Regions from separate parts of the Mus musculus genome. Here region 1 is linked to region 2. The links are chromatin contacts, called in public ChIA-PET maps. All regions are on one chromosome and are shown on one strand. The core of a region is the stretch at or near the end of the contact, and the rest is flanking DNA. Distances in the headings are between cores, read along the strand shown. Region 1 overlaps Spef2 (sperm flagellar 2). Region 2 has its middle 37 kb from the start of Capsl.

The links. ChIA-PET counts read pairs in DNA pulled down with a chosen protein or histone mark.
Region 1: an RNA polymerase II ChIA-PET map of memory CD8 T cells shows a contact between it and region 2, with 28 read pairs. The contact joins two enhancer-like sites. A contact is called at or near these places in 1 of 484 Hi-C or Micro-C datasets (macrophages) and 3 of 115 datasets of contacts at active chromatin or transcription factors (the 230-238 cell line, large pre-B cells and memory CD8 T cells).

The regions. Positions count from the first base shown.
Region 1 is chr15:9,699,684-9,703,452 of GRCm38.p6, reverse strand. The region is part of intron 10 of Spef2 (sperm flagellar 2); the gene reads left to right. Among named protein-coding and RNA genes, the nearest start is that of Spef2, 47 kb to the left of the region's middle. Within about 2 kb of position 1,327, at least 44 of the 459 cell types and tissues checked have an H3K27ac peak or open chromatin away from gene starts, as enhancers often do. A contact at or near this core is called in memory CD8 T cells, where this site is marked.
Region 2 is chr15:9,470,723-9,474,586 of GRCm38.p6, reverse strand. No RefSeq gene overlaps it. Among named protein-coding and RNA genes, the nearest start is that of Capsl, 37 kb to the right of the region's middle. Within about 2 kb of position 1,601, at least 46 of the 459 cell types and tissues checked have an H3K27ac peak or open chromatin away from gene starts, as enhancers often do. A contact at or near this core is called in memory CD8 T cells, where this site is marked.

The sequences.
Region 1 (3,769 bases), core at 78-2,577, 230 kb before region 2:
ATAGAATTGAAGATATAAAAGCAGTGTTCTTGAATGCAGATTCTGGGTAAAATGGTACAGCCATGGAGTGCAGAATGGGAACACTTATGGTTTCAAGTATCGCTAGCTTCTAGGTTAGCAAATACACAATGAAAATAGGAATGAATGAAAGGGGATTAGTGCATCACTGACAGTCATTGAATAGATGATAGGCATTAATTATGAGGATGGACACATAAAAGGAGTTCATGGCAATGACCAGGGCAGTGGGCAAAACAACACTGACGTGTAGATATCCAAGGAATTTAAGACTGCAGTAAAGTTAAGAAAACTATACATGCTTATGGGGAACCAAATGTACATCTTGTCTCTTTCTTTCTTTCTTTCTTTCTTTCTTTCTTTCTTTCTTTCTTTCTTTCTTTCTTTCTTTCTTTCCTTCCTTCCTTCCTTCCTTCCTTCTTCCTTCTTTCCTTCCTTCCTTCCTTCCTTCCTTCCTTCCTTCCTTTCTTTCTTCCTTTCTTTTTTTTTGTTGTTTTGTTTTGTTGCTTGTTTTTTTTTTCCTTTTTTTAATTAGGTATTTTCTTCATTTTACATTTCCAATACTATCCCAAAAGTCCCCCATTTCTCCTCCCCCCAATCCCCTGATCAGCCTCCAAACGCTGAAACCATTGCATACACTACCAAGATTTTGCTGAAAGGACCCAGATATAGCTGTCTCTTGTGAGGCTATGCCAGGGCCTAGCAAACACAGAAGTGGATGCTCACAGTCAGCTATTGGATGGATCACAGTGCCCCCAATGGAGGAGCTAAAGGGGTCTGCAACCTTATAGGTGTTTGTTTGTTTGTTTGTTTGTTTGTTTGTTTTTCCGAGACAGGGTTTCTCTCTGTAGCCCTGGCTGTCCTGGAGCTCACTCTGTAGACCAGGCTGGCCTTGAACTCAGAAATTCACCTGCCTCTGCCTCCCAAGTGCTGGGATTAAAGGCACGCACCACGCCCATCTTGTTCTAATGAAATGACAGTGTATTTATATCCTTGATAGGATTATTATTTATTTTTTAACTGACTAAAACCTTAAGAGCTACATATAGATTTTTATTTACTGTGGCTGTGGAATACTACCCTCACCACAACTAGTGTGTGTGTGTGCGTGTGTGTGTGTGTGTGTGTGTGTGTGTATAGTAAAGTCCAGTGAGAAAAGATGTTTTTGATAAATATCAAACTATGTTAAGCTATTTCTTTCCATCATCAATTAAGAAACCATTGCTGTCTGACTAAAGCTGAACCATCTGACAGCTTTAGCTGATTCACAACTCAGTACTTGTTCCTCAAAACAGTTTAGTGTACTCTGTTCTTTTTCTCATAAATCAGGAGACTTGTTAGGCCACAACTGAACCAAGCTCTGTGTTTCTAACTATATTTCTTGTTTGGGAAATGATTACCACAGGAACACACTTGTCTTACCCACATCCTGGGGCCCATGGCATACTTCTTTGGCAGGAAATTGTTGACTTTTGTTAGGAGTTTGTTACTGTCAGCCCAGTGCACTTCTTTTTGTGCAGCATCTTTGCTGAGTTTTGTTTGCTGTTTTCCCTTGGTTTTGTTGTTATTGATGTTTGTTTGTTTGTTTGTTTGTTAGAAATAAAAAGTCCCTTACAATTTCCTTATGCATGTGTATGGTTCTTTTTATTAATTATTTAATGTATTTACATTTCAAATATTGTTCCCCTTCCCAGTCTCCCTTTTGAAAACTCCATCCCTCCTCCACTTTGCCTCTAAGAGGGTGCTCCCCCACCCTCCCACCCACTCCCATCTCAACCATCTAACATCCCCCTTCACGGGGTCATCAATCCTCTACAGGACCAAGCTCCTCTCCTCCCACTGATGCCAGACAAGGCTATCCTTTGCTACAGATGTAATGGAAGCCATGGACTCACTCATGTTTACTGTTTGGTTGGTGGGTTTCGTCCATGGGAGCTCTGGGGGGGGGTCTAGTTAGTTGATATTGTTGTTCTTCCTATGGGGTTGTATCCTCTTCAGTTCCTTCAGTCCTTCCCCCAACTCCTCCACTGGGGTTCCTGTGCTCAGTCCGATGGCTGGCTGTGAGTATCTGTATCTGTATTGGTCAGGTACTGGTAGAACCTCTCAGAGGACAGCTATACCAGGCTTCTCTCTGTAAGTACTTCTTGACACCAGCAATAGTGTTAGGGTTTAGTATCTGCAGATGGAATGGATCCCAAGGTGGGGCAGTCACTGGATGGCCTTTCCTTCAGTCTCTGCTCCACTTTTTGTCCCTGTGTTTCCTTTAGACAGCAACAATTCTGGGTAAATGATTTTGAAATGAGTAGATGGCCCCATCCTTCAACTGGGGGCCATGTCTATCTATTGGAGGTGTTCTGTTAAGGTTCTATCTCCCCACTGTTGGATATTTCAGCTAATGTCAACCCCATTGGGTCTTGGGAGCCTCTTGCATCCCTGGCATCTGGGATTTTCTAGTGGTCTGTGCCCCTCCCCTGATACATAGTTCTATTTATTCTCCTGACCCTCTGGACTTTTCTCCTGTTTTAATTCCCCATACATGATCATCCTTCCTTCCCTCCCCTCCCCCAACCTTCTGCCTTTCCCTCCTTGCCGCCCTCAGTCAGGCCCTTCCTTCCCCATGCCTCCTGTGATTATTTTGTTCCCCCTTCTAAGTGAAATTGGAGCACCCACACTTTGACCTTCCTTCTTATTAAGCTTCAAATAGTCTGTGAGTTGTACAGTGGGTATTCTGAGTTTTAGGCTACTATCCACTTATCAGTGAGTTCATACCATGTATGTCCTTCTGGGTTTGGGTTATCTCACTCAGGATGATATTTTCTTGTTCCATCCATTTGTCTGCAAAAGCCATGAAGTCATCCTTTTTAATAGCTGAGTAGTACTCCATCGTGTAAATGTACCACATTTTCTGTATCCATTCTTCCATTGAGGGACATCTGGGTTGTTTCCAGATTCTGGTTATTATAAATTAGGCTGCTATGAACATAGTAAAGCACATGTCTTTGTTAGATATTGGAGCATCTTCTGGTATATGCCCAATAGTGGTATAGCTAGACCTTCAGATAGAAAAGTTTCCAATTTTTGGAGGAACCTCCAGAATGATTTCCAAAGTGGTTGTACGAGCTTGCAATTTCACTGAAAAAGGAGGAGTGTTCCTCTTTCTCCACATCCTTGCCAGCATCTGCTGTTGCCTGAGATTTTTATCTTGGCCATTCTGATTGGGGTAGACCTCAGGATCATTTTGATTATCATTTCCCTGATGACTAAGGATGTTGAACATTTCTTTAGGTGCTTCTTGGCCATTCAAAATTCATCATTTGAAAATTCTCTGTTTAACTCTGTACCCCATTTTTAATTGGGTTATTTGATTTTCTGAAGTCTAACTTCTTGAGATCTTTGTATATTTTGTATATTCGCCTTATATCATATGTAGGGTTGGTAAAGATCTTTTCCCAATCTGTAGGTTGCCATTTGGTCCTATTGACAATGTCCTTTGCCTTACAGAAGCTTTTAGGTTTCATGGGGTCCCATTTGTCAATTGTTGATCTTAGAGCCTGAGCTATTTGTGTTCTGTTCAGAAAAATTTCCCCTGTTTTGAAGGTTCTTTCCCACTTTCTCTTGTATTGTATTCAGTGTATCTGGTTTTATGTAGAGGTCTTTGATCCACTTGAACTTAAGCTTTTTACAAGGAGATACAAATGGATCAATTTGAATTCTTCTACAGTTGAGCCATTTCCATTTGTTGAAAGTGCTC
Region 2 (3,864 bases), core at 352-2,851:
CAGTCTGGCCAAGATGTGTGTTTTCATGATTAGATCAACCCTAGCTTTCTGTGCTAGGTAACTGTACTTAGAACAAAGAACAGTAATTAGCATCTAGTTTCCCTCCCTCCCTCCCTCCCTCCCTCCCTCCCTCCCTCCTTCCCTTCCTCCCTCCCCTTCTTCCCTCCTTGTTCTTGGCCTCCTTGTACTAGTAATAGAGTTATTCTATCCTTCTTGGTTGTAGAAGTGCAACTCAAAGCTGAAAATGAGATGAAGTTGGTAAGCCTCCTAGGTGAACATAGTCTGACCCTGTGGAAAGAATAGAAAGCAATAATAATAGCAAATTGTGTCATAATATCTTATCCTTGGCTGTTAAAATGGTAATTTTATGAGTAACTGTGTCATGCATTTTAAAAAGACTCACCACTTTCCAAGTTAAATGTTATCACCTGTAACAGAAGCATCACACCAATGATATTTATAAATATCTCTGAAGCACAATCACGTTGCTGTAATAGGGTCACCAATAAAAACACCACAAAGCTAGATTAAGGTATGCACCAAAATAAACACTTGCCCAGTCCTAAACAATATACATTCCTGTTCACTGCTATACAGTTCATTAAGGTAAAGTATCCTACATTATAATAAAGTATTACATTTTTATCAACAAACAAAAGCACAGCCAGAGAGCCTCAGGATGCAAGTGACATGTTAGCTGGTGAGAGAAAGCACACTTTGCAAGTCATTTACTGGCAGAGTTAGATGTTCTGTTCTATTGAAGCAGTTGCTGTTTCAGACCTTTAATTAAAAAAAAAAATCTGCTAAGTCAGAACTTCTTAAAGCAAAATCTCTCAGAAAGTACCAAATGACGTGCTTTTATAAATGTCTAAACTGATAGCTCACAGAAATCTTAATTTCTGGTTACTCGAGAGGATGCCCCAGTTGGTTTTTTTTTTTTTTCATTATAACAAGTAGATACCTCATATACATAGAGCTTACCACTAGAAACACACCTTATTTTAAATAAAATATTTAGCATGTATAGTATAAATACCATCAATATTCTTATTTATCAAACAGAATGCTGCTTCAAAACCAGTGTTTATTTGATGTCTACTTAACTGTTTGCTGTCAAGATAATATTTACATATGAGAACATCTCACTGTGGAGAAAATAGCTTGAGCGACAGTTCTGTGATAAAATGACAAGTCACTATTGGCTTGGCACTGTTTTAAAGCTATATGCAATATTTTTGCCACTAGTATACAGATTATATTTACATACAAATAAATATCTCCCATAAACATATGGCTATAGAAAGACACAGCCCTTCTAAGTATTGTTATATTACTGATTTATTTAACATTTGTTTTGGGTTTTAATTTATAAGAAATAAGTGTGAATTTCAACTCAAACACTTTCTAAGTAACTGATTAGTTAAGCTCAAGTTCCCATGATTTACTGCATGCATGTTGTAGCTTCAATGACACTCTTAAGTAAATGTATTTTGAATGATACTGCTAAATGACTTTTGAGGCATGAGTAAGTAGGAAACCTGTGGAATGGTACTTTCCTTCTCTGTTCCCTTGGAAACGAAGGGAATGTCCTGGGCTTAGTAAGGCAGTGAATGGCATTAGATAATACCCCATATTTGTGATGTACTTCATCTCATCAGTGTAGAAGAGCCAAGACCCAAGTGAGCCCTGGAAGGAACAAGCCACTCTGCCATCCATCATCTTCTTTCCATGTGAGGTTCCCTTCCTGTTCTGAGTCTCCCTCAGACTTATCATGAGTTCTGCACACAGCCTGTGCGTTTCTAAGATACCAGCCTCTGGTATCTTAGAGCACCAGAGAAAGATGCTATGAGATCAATACCAGTGTCTGAGTGCCAAGTGAAAAGGTCAGTAAATTCTGTTCTGAAGAATCAGGAGAAGAATCCAATACGAGTGATTAAAAAAAAAAGAAAACAAGAAAAGAAAGAAAAAAAGAAAAGAAAAGAAAGAAAGAAAACGATGACCTTTTGAGGATTTTTTTCCTGTGATGTACTTTACCTTTTGCTACATGTGAGATCCATATCAGAAACTCAGCTGCCTGTGGGTGGTTTACATTCTCAGTGAGTTTTACTTCCATTACATTTTTCTGAGGGGAAGAAAAAAACTGGCTTTGGCAAAGCAGGTGTGAGAATTAAACAAGAAGGCCGCTGTATTCTCAGAGAGGAAGGGCTGCTTCACCACAGCCTCTCACCGCACCAACCCAGACACCAGAGAGAATGTCTTCTCACAGCAATGTTCTCAGAAGCACCATCAATCATTTGCTTATATATCTTTCAACAGATTCCACCCGTCATCTAGTTTAGAAGAAACAATTTGAGGCATTAACTTGGTGAGGGATTTTTTTTGTTGTTGTTAGAACAAAAGAACTTGGCTAGCTCTAACCTGAGTACACAATTTTCATCTAAGCAACTTGGAGAAGTTAAATCATGCTGAGAAAATGATCTGTCAAACTAATCTATTATACAGCAGATCCTTAAAGCTTTTGTTTGTACTTTGAGCCATGGCATTTCTAACATTTAAAACCTTGTTCCTATATTTGAGAAGCTCTTGATTTTAAAAGCCCCCTCCAAAATCTTTGTTTTCCCTTTGAGTCAAAGCATTCCTATGACTAAACTTTTTTTACTTCATCTAATAGATATTTTAATTAAAATAATAATAGTTTCTAAGAAAATAAGCTTGTTGGACAATTTGGAAAGTTGGAAGCTATATATTTTGTATTCTGTGCTCAAAATAGATTTGCATAAACCTAGAATATATGTGAGTCACAGGATGCTAATACAATTTTATCAAGCAGAAGAAGCAGAGTACCCACACACTAGCTAACTCCTTGATTAAATATCAACATAACAGTCTAACTGTAGGTAGATTCATGAAGGTGGGGACCACTTCCTGCTTGTATGGTCCAATCTACAATGGCCAAGGCAGCTGAAGGAATATATCCATTATCTAACCCCATGAATAGGATATGCAGTGCAATATGCTTGCATTGTCTGGGCAGGCTGTCAAAATTTGTAATTCCCTCACACAGTGCCATATGATGGGCTCCAGCTGTCTACCTGAAAGGCTATGTGAGAGTTGGAAAGGAGAATTTCAGTGCTAGGTTGTCCTCCTTCCCCGCAGTCTCTGATCTATTAACTGTTGGATGTCAATTTGGTTTACAAGCCACTGGTAGCATCAAATTCACTGCCCCATGCCCACTCCAGAGAAGAGCATGAGGGTCAGTAAATAATTATCAAGATATTTTTACCTGCAAGCCACCTTGAGTCATTACATTACATGCTGAGTCAGTTGGCAGGTGAGATGGAGGGCTGCCACGCCTTCCTGCAGAGTGGTGTGTGTCTGAATTGTAACTATGTTCGTGCATATAAACCACGCAGAGTAAATGAACTGCTATGCAGGGGGGGGGTGGGGAAGATCCTAGCAAGAACAAGAGAGTGGTAAGAAACTAGTCCTTCAGACTGAGGAGGGATTCTGCCTCAGTCTATACCTAATTCAACACATTTTGTTTCTCCTTTGCACTGAGACTGTGGGTGGATCTGGAGGGCATCATCCTGAGAGAGGTAAATCAATCACAAAAGAACACACATGATATGCACTCACTGATAAGTAGAAAGTAGCCCAGATGCTCGGAATACCCAAGATACAATTCACAAAGCACATGAAACTCAAGAAGAAGGAAGACCATAGTGTGGATACTTCGTTCCTTCTTAGAATGGGGAACAAAATACCCATGGAAGGAGTTACAGAGACAAAGTGTGGAGCAGAGACTGAAGGAATGACCATTCAGAGACTGCCCCACCTGGAGATCCATTCCATAAACAACCACCA